Linked DNA regions of Mus musculus: region 2 is linked to region 1. A link is a contact called in public Hi-C data. All regions are on one chromosome and are shown on one strand. Each heading gives the region's core, a stretch centred on a gene start, on an enhancer-like site or on the middle of the called end of the contact. The rest is flanking DNA. Distances are from core to core; before and after follow the strand shown.

Region 1 (5,139 bases), core at 2,451-4,950:
GGTTACCTCACCCAGGATGATATTTTCTAGTTCCATCCATTTGCCTAAGAATATCATGAATTCATTGTTTTTAATAGCTGAGTAGTACTCCATTGTGTAAATGTACCACATTTTCTGTATCCATTCCTCTGTTGAGGGACATCTGGGTTCTTTCCAGCTTCTTGCTATTATAAATGAGGCTGCTATGAACATAGTGGAGCATGTGTCCTTGTTATATATTGGCGCATCTTCTGGGTATATGCCCAGGAGTGGTATTGCTGAGTCCTCAGGTAGTACTATGTTTAATTTTTCTGAGGAACTGTCAAACTGATTTCCAGAGTGGTTGTACCAGCTTGCAATCCCACCAGGAATGGAGGAGTGTTCCTCTTTCTCCACATCCTCGCCAGCATTTGCTGTCACCTGAGTTTTTTAACTTAGCCATTATGTCTGGTGTGAGGTAGAATCTCAGGGTTGTTTTGATTTGCATTTTGCTGATGACTAAGGATGTTGAACATTTCTTTAGGTGCTTCTCAGCCATTCAGTATTCCTCAGTTAAGAATTCTTTGTTTAGCTCTGTACCCCATTTTTAATAGGGTTATTTGGTTCTCTGGAGTCTAACTTCTAGAGTTCTTTGTATATATTGCATATTAAGCCTCTATCAGATGTAGGATTGGTAAAGATCTTTTCCCAATCTGTTGGTTGCCGCTTTGTCCTATTGACAGTGTCCTTTGCCTTACAGAAGCTTTGCAATTTTATGAGGTCTCATTTGTCAATTCTTGATCTTAGAGCTTAAGCTATTGGTGTTCTGTCCAGGAAATTTTCCCCTATGCCCATGTGTTCAAGGCTCTTCCCCACTTTCTCTTCTATTAGTTTCAGTGTATCTGGTTTTATGTGGAGGTCCTTGATCCACTTGAACTTGAGCTTTGTACAGGGAGATAAGAATGGATCGATTTGCATTCTTCTACATGCTAACTGCCAGTTGAGCCAGCACCATTTATTGAAAATGCTTTTTTCCACTGAATGGTTTTAGCTCCTTTGTCAAAAATCAAGTGTCCATAGGTGTGTGGGTTCATTTCTGGATCTTCAATTCTATTCCATTGATCTACCTGTCACCGTACCAATACCATGCAGTTTTTTTGTTTGTTTGTTTTTGTTTGGTTTCTTGCTTTTTGTTGTTGTTGTTGTTTTTAAGACAGGGTTTCTCTGTGCAGCTCTGGCTGTCCTGGAACTCAGGCTGTAGACCAGGCTGGCCTCGAACTCAGAAATCCGCCTGCCTCTGCCTCCCAAGTGCTGGGATTAAAGGCGTGCGCCACCATGCCCAGTGCATGCCTCAATCTTGAAGCTATTGTGGATAGTTATGTAGCTCATATCCCTGGTCCTCTGCAATTAGATCTTGATCTTTGTCTTAGGACCATCAACTGTACCATCACCTATGACAGCTTTAATAAAAGCAACCAAGTGATTTAGAATGTAAGGGCCAAAGGTCAGAATAAGGAACAAAATGATCAGAAGTCCTAACAATGCAGAAATCAAAGTAGTAAACCAGGGGGAGCTGTTAAACTAAGACTCAAACCAGCTCTGTCTCTCTTCTCTCTTCTGGCTGGCTAACCCTTCTCTCACCTTGGCCATTGAATCTTTATCCCTGGAATGGTCTCCAGTATGTGCTTCCAGATGTTTCACACCCTCAGGTAGTGAAGAAATTGTTGGCCCCCTAACACTGATGGGCCTGATACTGGCTTCTCCCATCTTGGGGATACACATATATGGGGGTTTCTCACAGGACACTTCAATTTTGGGTGTCTGCACCCTAAGCCCCACCCTCCGTGGCCACTTCTGAGGCGCAGTTTAGATTTACAAGTCCCTCGTCCCCCACATTCAGGCAATCCTTCTCCCTGTGCCTCCAGGGCAGCAACACCCCTGAAGTCAAGGCCTACCACTAAATCAGGGATCAAAGTCAGGGTCCAGCCACCAGATACAATGTGGGTAGTGGACCAAGCCACATCACCAGTGGCTGGGAGCACCTGCCAAGTCACCCTGGTAGGGTTGTTGGGGCTGCTGAGACTCAGTGCCAGAAGACACACCATAGCCGTCTCATAGTTTCTCTGGCCTTGCAGAAGGGTGTTGCTTGGGTGTCTGCTGCTATCTAGTTGGTGTCAGGCGCAGGTGCTGATCTGATTGAACCCAGGCAGTTACTCCATCCACTTTAACGGAGGTGGGGTGGTCAGCAACACCAGGGATTGTTTGCTTCTGAGTGTTCAGCACAGTCTCTTAACATACACCCAATCTCCACCTTGGAACTCTTGTGGAACCTCTGGGGTACCTGCATCATACAGGGCACTAAGTTTAGGCCACAGTTCCAGATGGCTGATCTGGGAAGCTTGCAATCAAACCATAAGATCCTTGTCAGCCTGAAAAGTCACTCTGGTGGGGATCAAGAGCCAGGGTCAAGGGAGTGGGTGTCCCATGCAGGATCTCAACAGGGGTCAGGTTAAAATGGTAGGGGGTGTTCAGGGCCAAGGGGAGGGGCACCAACCAGTCAAAGCCAGTCTCCAAGGTCAACTTAGCCAAGGTCTCTTGTAGGGGTTCTGTTTATTTTCTCTATCTGCTTTGAGCTCTGGGGACAGTACACACAATGGGGATTCCTATTAGTCCCCAATATCTCTGCCAATCCCTGACTTACCTTAAGAGACAAAAGCAGAACCATCGATTGTCCAATCTAATTACCTTGGGCACTCTGAACCTCTGGAAAATTTTCTTCTAATATCTTCTTAGCTACCACGGTAGCTGTTTCCTGCTTGGTGGGGAATGTTTCAACCCATCCAGGGAAAACTACACCTGATGGGTGTTCCCAGACTGGTATAGGTTTCTTTACAATGAGGGTCATCAGATCATACAATTGATGCATGATACATCTTTGTAATCTAGTCTTAAGACATGGCAGTTATGTAAATCTCAAGAAATGTAATTTCTTGGGTCTATTTTTATGACTAGTTACACATTACAATAAATAAGCTAAGCTACATGAGACTCCTTGCTAATTGCCAAACTACCAGTACAGAATGACCACAAATTCTTCACAAGAAATTTCCATAAAGCTTAGTTTCAATAGTCCCCAACAACTTATTATGTGTGTTAAGATGAACTAGAGGAGAAAATCCTGAAGGTTTTAAACAGTGATAAGCAAGCAAAAATATTAATTACTCTAATAGATTTGTATAGACTGTAAACCTACAGATTTTTAAAACCTTAGCTGTGTCATGTAATGTTTTCTTGGAAGTTGTCTTGTGAGAAGGTCATATGATGTTTTTCTGGAAGCTGTCTTGAGAAAGGTCATGTGATATTTTGCTGAAAACAGATACTTGAGAGGGTGGTGGGTGGTGGTGATATTCAGAAAGAATATAAGTAGAACCCTGAAGATAGTGAAAGGAAAAGCATCATGTACCCTCCCCCAAGACAGCGTCCAGAAAAACATCATGTGACACCACTGAGTTTTTTTTTTTTTTTAATGAAACCAGAAACTTTCACTTCAATTCTGTGCTTTGTAAATGTGTATAATTGTTTAAATTTTTCAGATAACAAAGATTGGGCCTGACAGGATCTTTTTACTTCTGCTTTCCATCGGCTCAGTATGTGGTTAGGAGTAGGGATCTACATGTCACTTCTTGCCTAGTGTTATGGTTGAAGTGACCTCTCAGTTGTGGGACACTGCTGCCATCAGGTGGTGATAGTCACTTAATGACTTCTGATGTGAAGAAACAAATCCTTTATCAGATTCCAGAGACTACCAGTCAGAGGTGTGCACAAAAAACATGAAGGCTCAGCATGGTGGCACACACCTTTAACCCCAGTGCTTAAGAGTTCAGAGGCAAGTAGATTTCTGAGTTCAAGGCCAGCCTGGTCTACATAGTGAGTTCCAGGACAGCCAGGACTACATAGTGAGACTCTGCCACAAACAAACAAAAAGAAAGAAAAAAATATGGAGAAGCAAAATACAATACCAGAATTTCTACTTCCTTTCATTTTTATAAAAAAAAGGTCAAGTAATTGTACTAATATTGAATATATCAGTTGTGTTCAGAATTCTTCATCCTGAATGAATTCTAAGTTTCCGCTCAGTATCACCTTCTCAGGGAAACGTTGAAGCCTCATGCTGTTATCAAGCTTAGAGGCCACAGCCTGTACCCCAAACCAGGTTCAGTTATCGGTCCTCAGTGGGCCAATTAAATGAGTCAAATTAATAGCGGAAGTCAGTAAGAGAAGATTTATTAAATATGGCCATATTGGAAAGATAGACGAGACTCTGTAATTCTATGTCTTAGGGTAACTATTGGTGTGCTAAAAACACAATGATCAAAGCAACTTGGAGAGGAAAGGGTTTATTTGACTTACGCTTCTATATAACTGTTCATCATTGAAGGAAGTCAGGACAAGAACTCAATCAGGGCAGGAACTTGGAGGCAGGAGCTGATGCAGCAGCCATGGAGTCATGCTGCTTACTGGTTTGCTTTCCCTAGCTTGCTCAGCCTGCTTTTTTTGGTTTGTTTGTTATAGAACTGGACCCTCCAACATTGTCTTAGTTAGGGTTTTACTGCTGTGAACAGACACCATGACCATGGCAAGTCTTATAAAAAGCAACATTTAATTGGAGCTGCTTACAGGTTCAGAGGTTCAGTCCATTATTATCATGGAGCATGGCAGCATCCAGGCAGGCATGGCACAGGCAGAGCTGAGAGTTCTATGTCTTCATCCAAAGGCTGCTAGTGGAAGACTGACTTCCAGGCAACTAGGGTGAAGATCTCATACCCACACCGAGAATGACACACCCATTCCAACCAGGTCACACCCATTCCAACAAGGCCACACCTCCAGATGGTGCCACTCCCTGGTCCAAGGATATACAAACCATCACAAACATCAATCACTAGTTAGGAAAATGTTCTACACACTTGCCAGAAACTTGAGCTTATGGAAGCATTTCCTCAGTTGAGGCTCCTTCCTCTCCCATGACTCTGCATTGTGTCAGGTTGACTTAAAACTAACCAGCACACCCCCTAAATCTTTGGGGTCCTGAAATGAGATTAAAGTTAAAATAATGAACCAGGGATATACAAATCAAGGTATGGTTCTGTCTACTTCAAATATAATAATGTGGCCTCATCT
Region 2 (4,653 bases), core at 258-2,757, 110 kb before region 1:
TCAAGACAGGGTTTTTCTGTAGAGTCCTGGCTGTCCTGGAACTCACTTTGTAGACCAGGCTGGCCTCGAACTCAGAAATCCGCCTGCCTCTGCTTCCTGAGTGCTGGGGCCACCACCACCCAGCAGAATTATTATTATTATTATTATTATTATTATTATTTTTTTTTTTTTTTTTGGTTTGTTCAAGACAGGGTTTCTCTGTATAGCCCTGGCTGTCCTGGAACACCCGGCTTGAATTATTCTTTTTTAAAAAAGAGAACTGAGGGCTCTATGGCAGCCCAGGTTGTAGGCTCATGCTGTCCCCTTGTGCTTCCAGTTAGTTGCATTTTCTTTGGGAATGAACTTAATGTCTCAGTCCTGGTGAACATTTACATCTTAGCATTGAAATTTTGTTTGTCTCTAATAGGCCTGGTTAGCATATTATTTATTTTGGAGATATTTTGGAGGCAGCATTCCCTTAGCTCAATTCTAATTTCTGTGATTTGCTGTCTCCTAAGCAATTCTACTAGTAAATCCTTTATACCATTAATCCTATTACTTTGAGTTTCTTTTACATTCCTAATACTGCACTTCTGGATGTAGTAAGTCTTGAAATCATTGTGTAAAACTCCTTCAACTTTATTTTCAGAATTCTAGTCATTATTTATAGTGTTTTGTACTTCTAGGCTTGGATCTCCAATTAAACCCTTTTGTTGTTGTTGTTGTTGTTGTTAAATACAAAGAATGTTTTCCAGTTCCTTATATGACTTTAACAGAATAATACTTGCAAGCTGGGTGTGGTGGCGCACCCCTTTAATTCCAGCACTTGGGAGGCAGAGGCACGCAGGTTTCTGAGTTCGAGGCCAGCCTGGTCTACAAAGTGAGTTCCAGGACAGCCAAGGCTACACAGAGAAACCCTGTCTCCAAAAACAAAAAACAAAACACACACACACACAAACAAAACAAAAAAGAAAGCAAACAAAGCAAGCAAACAAAAAAAGAATAATACTTGCTCATGTGAACTATTGGTTTTCCCTGCCTTTTATGGAGTGTCATTTTCCTACCTCCCTGGTTGTTCTGGTGTCTTCAAGCCTTCTCCTTTGCCATCCTCCCTGATTGGGTTATACCCAAATTGAGAGGTTCCCATGTAACACCAGAGACCACAAGGAATCTGACTCATATGCAAAAACAAAGAGTCTTTATTCAAGCCTGAGCTCGGACTCTCCAACCTTTCTAACACAGTGGATAGGTGTGGGAGGTCCTGAGATGATGAAGCCTTGCCTTTTTATCACATGTACGGCAGGCTAGAGGGCCTTCCAACACAGCAGTTACATGATTGGTTAATATTTGAAAATCGTATCTTTGCACATTTCTATTGTCTAGTAATGATTTCAGCTTCTTATGCACAATTGTGGTTAACTTGTGTAATCTATTTCAAAACATCTGAAACATTAGGTACTTTCCTCTTAGGAGCTGATTGGCTGTTATTCAGGGTGGAGTGACTATTGTTACAAAAGTTATAGCTGTTGCTAGGGGTGGCTTGGCTCCTGGAACAAGTTGTGGTTTTTCCATGGCTTTGTCATGCACTCAGCCCCAGACATAAAAAGAAAGCTCCAAAAATTAAGAGGGATTTGAGGGTATGGATAGATTTCAGCTTTTGGAAATTGCTCAGAAAGTTTATGACAACCAAGAATCAGCTGAAAACAGACAGGGAAAGAAAACCAAAAAAAAGTTAAGAGAGAAAATAGGGAAAATGGGCTAGAAGAAAGGGAAAGAAAATGTTTGGAAAATGTGCCTATTTTAAGCAGAAGGGCCACAGGAAGAAGGAAAGCACTAGCTGAAAGAAAAAAAAAAAAAAAAAAAAGGGAAGCTGTCCCATTCTCCAACTAAATTGAAGGGGACAGGGGAGTTATATATATATATATATTTAGTAACTATATATAACTTAGCAATATGACTTAGTCCCTGGGAATCCAGGATGACCATAAGGATGGGGGGAACCTGTCAACTTCCTGATAGACACTGGGTCAGCTCACTCTGTCTTGAAAGAACTACTTAGACTCCTCACCTCCAAGAAAATAGTGATCCAAAGAGCTATAGGCCAAACACTCTATTTCCCATGGATATCTCTGAGCCTGTAGGAGACTATAACTCACTCTCTTCTGATTATGCCAGATTATTTTCTATACCCACTGACTGAGAGGGACTTGTTACAAAAACTCAGAGCCATCATCTCTTTTGAGGAAAACTTGGCTTATCTAACTCTAGACTCAGGCCAAACCCCTGTGAGCATTCTGATCACCTATTCTCTATTCCAGGAGTCTCTCTTATATGAGAACTCTGCCACTAGGAAGGAAGCGCTATCTACATAACTCAAGGTACCTGATATTTGAGCAGAAGGAAATCCACTAGGCTTGATAGCACACTGGCGCCCATTGTAGTTCAGTTATTAAGTTCTGCAATACCAGTGTGGGTTAAACAATGCCCCATGGGCCAGGAATTAACAAACACATCAAGCAACTGAGGCAGTCAGGAATTCTCATTTCCTGTCATTCTCCATGGAACACTCCCTTGCTTCCCATACTGAAACACAGTACTCAAAACTTTGACCAGTACAGTATTTGAGGGAAGTAAATAAATGAACAGAAACCATCCATCCCGAAGTACACTTATAACAACCCCCCCACCCTCAGCCCAGCCTGTTTCTTTCAAAAAGAAAGATCTATATGATGCTAGATATAAAGGATACTTTCTTCTGCCTCCCAGTGGATCTGGCCAGTCAAACCATATTTGCTTTTGAATGGACAGATCCAGAGAGTAGATATAAAAGTTAACTAACATGGATTTGGTTGCTGCAAGAGTTCAAACACTCACCAACATTGTCTGAGGAAGCCTTGAGTACAGATCTGTTTTATATATTTAGACAAAGTATATAAAAAAAAGTACCCTGCTATGGTATCAGATGGCCTCCTCATAGCTTTGGCCACTGAGAAGAAATGTAAATAGGCAACAGAAGCTCTGTTAGAGATCCTTCAAACCCCAGCATATAGAGTCAGCTATGTGTCCTCAGCTTTGTGTCCCTCAGGTCATATACCCAAGCTACAACCTAGAGGAAGGGAGGCAGATACTTTTCCAAACTGTATATCAGCCATCCTGCAAAATCTCACTTTCATATTGAAAAAACAAGCATGAAAATTCCGGGGGGGGGCAGTTTATTACTGCTAGTTATAGATCATAGGACTTTCTGAGATAGCCAACCTAATCTATGCCAGCACCAGGTGTTTGAAGTCCCCAGAATGGGTTGAGACTGGACAGAAGGTTTTCAAAGCCTTGGAAAAAGCTCTGGTGTCTTCCCTGGTTCTGGCTTCTAAGATATTATTAAGCCAGTCCACTTGTATGTGGATGGGGCTAGGGGCATTGTCAAGGGGGTCCTTATACAATTCCTGGGATCCTGGCCATTGACATATCTATTGAATAGATTTGACCTGGTCATAGCTGGATGGCCTAAATATATAAGGGCCCTAGTAGCCACTGCCCTGCTAGTAAAGAAGCTGAAAAAATTAACTTTAGAGTAAGAAGTGTTCTTAACATCCCCACATTCTCTGGAAGCTGTCTTGATGGAGTACACCTGAGAGATGGATATCTATGCCTAGATGATCCAATGCCAAGCCCTGCATCTGAATCAACCTTGAGTTCAGTTCTATAAGACACCAGCCTTTAACTGTGACAGCCTCCTGCTAGAAGATGACCCTGGAGGACCCCTGCACAACTGTCTTAAGGTGACTGACCTGATTCAGTCCATTAGGCTTAATCTGTCCCATTGGCAACATCAGAAAAGGTATTATTCACAGACAAGAGCAGTTTTGTCCAAGACAGGATCAGGTATGCAGGCACAGAAGGCACAGATAATTTGGGCACCAGCTCTGAACAGGAGAATCTCAGCTCAGTGAGCTGGATGTTTTGCATGGACTCAAGCACTCGTCAGGGGGAAAGACAAGGTTATCAGTATTGACAGCCAATATACTTTTACCATGACTCATGTCTATGGAACTCTAGGGAGAAAGGCTTACCTCAGTAGGGAAAGAAATAAAAAACAGAAGAAATCTTAGCCCTATTGGAAGCTCTCTGGTTACTTCAAAGGGTCTACTGCAAAGGCTGCCAAAAGAGGATTCTCCAGAAGCCAGAGGCAAAGATAGTGGCTGAGTTGGCCTCTTGGAAAGTGGTCTTAGAACCAGTGGGGCCTCTCCAATCTTTGGTAGCTCTGGTGGAAACCATTTACTGCCCAAAATACACTCCAGATCAGATTGATTGGACAAACAGGAACTGGCTACACAAGATGAACAAGATGGTGGATGCTGCTAACAACAGACCCATCCTTCCTGAAAGTCCAGGAAATTTGACTGGTTTCAGCTGTCTCCCAGTCCACTCACCAGGGAACACAACAAGCTATTGACCATCTCAGCACAAAGATATTGTGCTCTAATTTTGGGGAGCCTGATCAAAGACACCATATCTAGATGTGCACCCATGTTTAGGTAAATCCTAAAGAAGGAAAAAGTTCATACAAGGGATTTAGGCTTGAGAAAATGGGCTTGGGAAATTGGACTTTACCGAATTCCAGGCCTTCTGTTTCTAGAACAGAAACTGCTCCAGTAGTTACAAAGAAACTTCTTT

The links. A called contact is a pair of places that touch in the nucleus more often than the background predicts.
Region 2: a contact with region 1 is called in a Hi-C map of group 2 innate lymphoid cells, with 4 times the contacts expected there. The contact joins two enhancer-like sites. A contact is called at or near these places in 8 of 484 Hi-C or Micro-C datasets (3T3-L1-derived adipocytes, the HPC-5 cell line, the HPC-7 cell line and 4 more), 5 of 115 datasets of contacts at active chromatin or transcription factors (bone marrow-derived dendritic cells, embryonic stem cells, epiblast stem cells and 1 more) and 1 of 9 other capture datasets (adipose tissue).

What each region holds. Positions count from the first base shown.
Region 1 is chr6:149,371,676-149,376,814 of GRCm38.p6, forward strand. No RefSeq gene overlaps it. Among named protein-coding and RNA genes, the nearest start is that of Gm38930, 22 kb to the left of the region's middle. Within about 2 kb of position 3,701, at least 115 of the 459 cell types and tissues checked have an H3K27ac peak or open chromatin away from gene starts, as enhancers often do. A contact at or near this core is called in bone marrow-derived dendritic cells and group 2 innate lymphoid cells, where this site is marked.
Region 2 is chr6:149,259,679-149,264,331 of GRCm38.p6, forward strand. No RefSeq gene overlaps it. Among named protein-coding and RNA genes, the nearest start is that of Resf1, 47 kb to the right of the region's middle. Within about 2 kb of position 1,508, at least 96 of the 459 cell types and tissues checked have an H3K27ac peak or open chromatin away from gene starts, as enhancers often do. A contact at or near this core is called in bone marrow-derived dendritic cells and group 2 innate lymphoid cells, where this site is marked.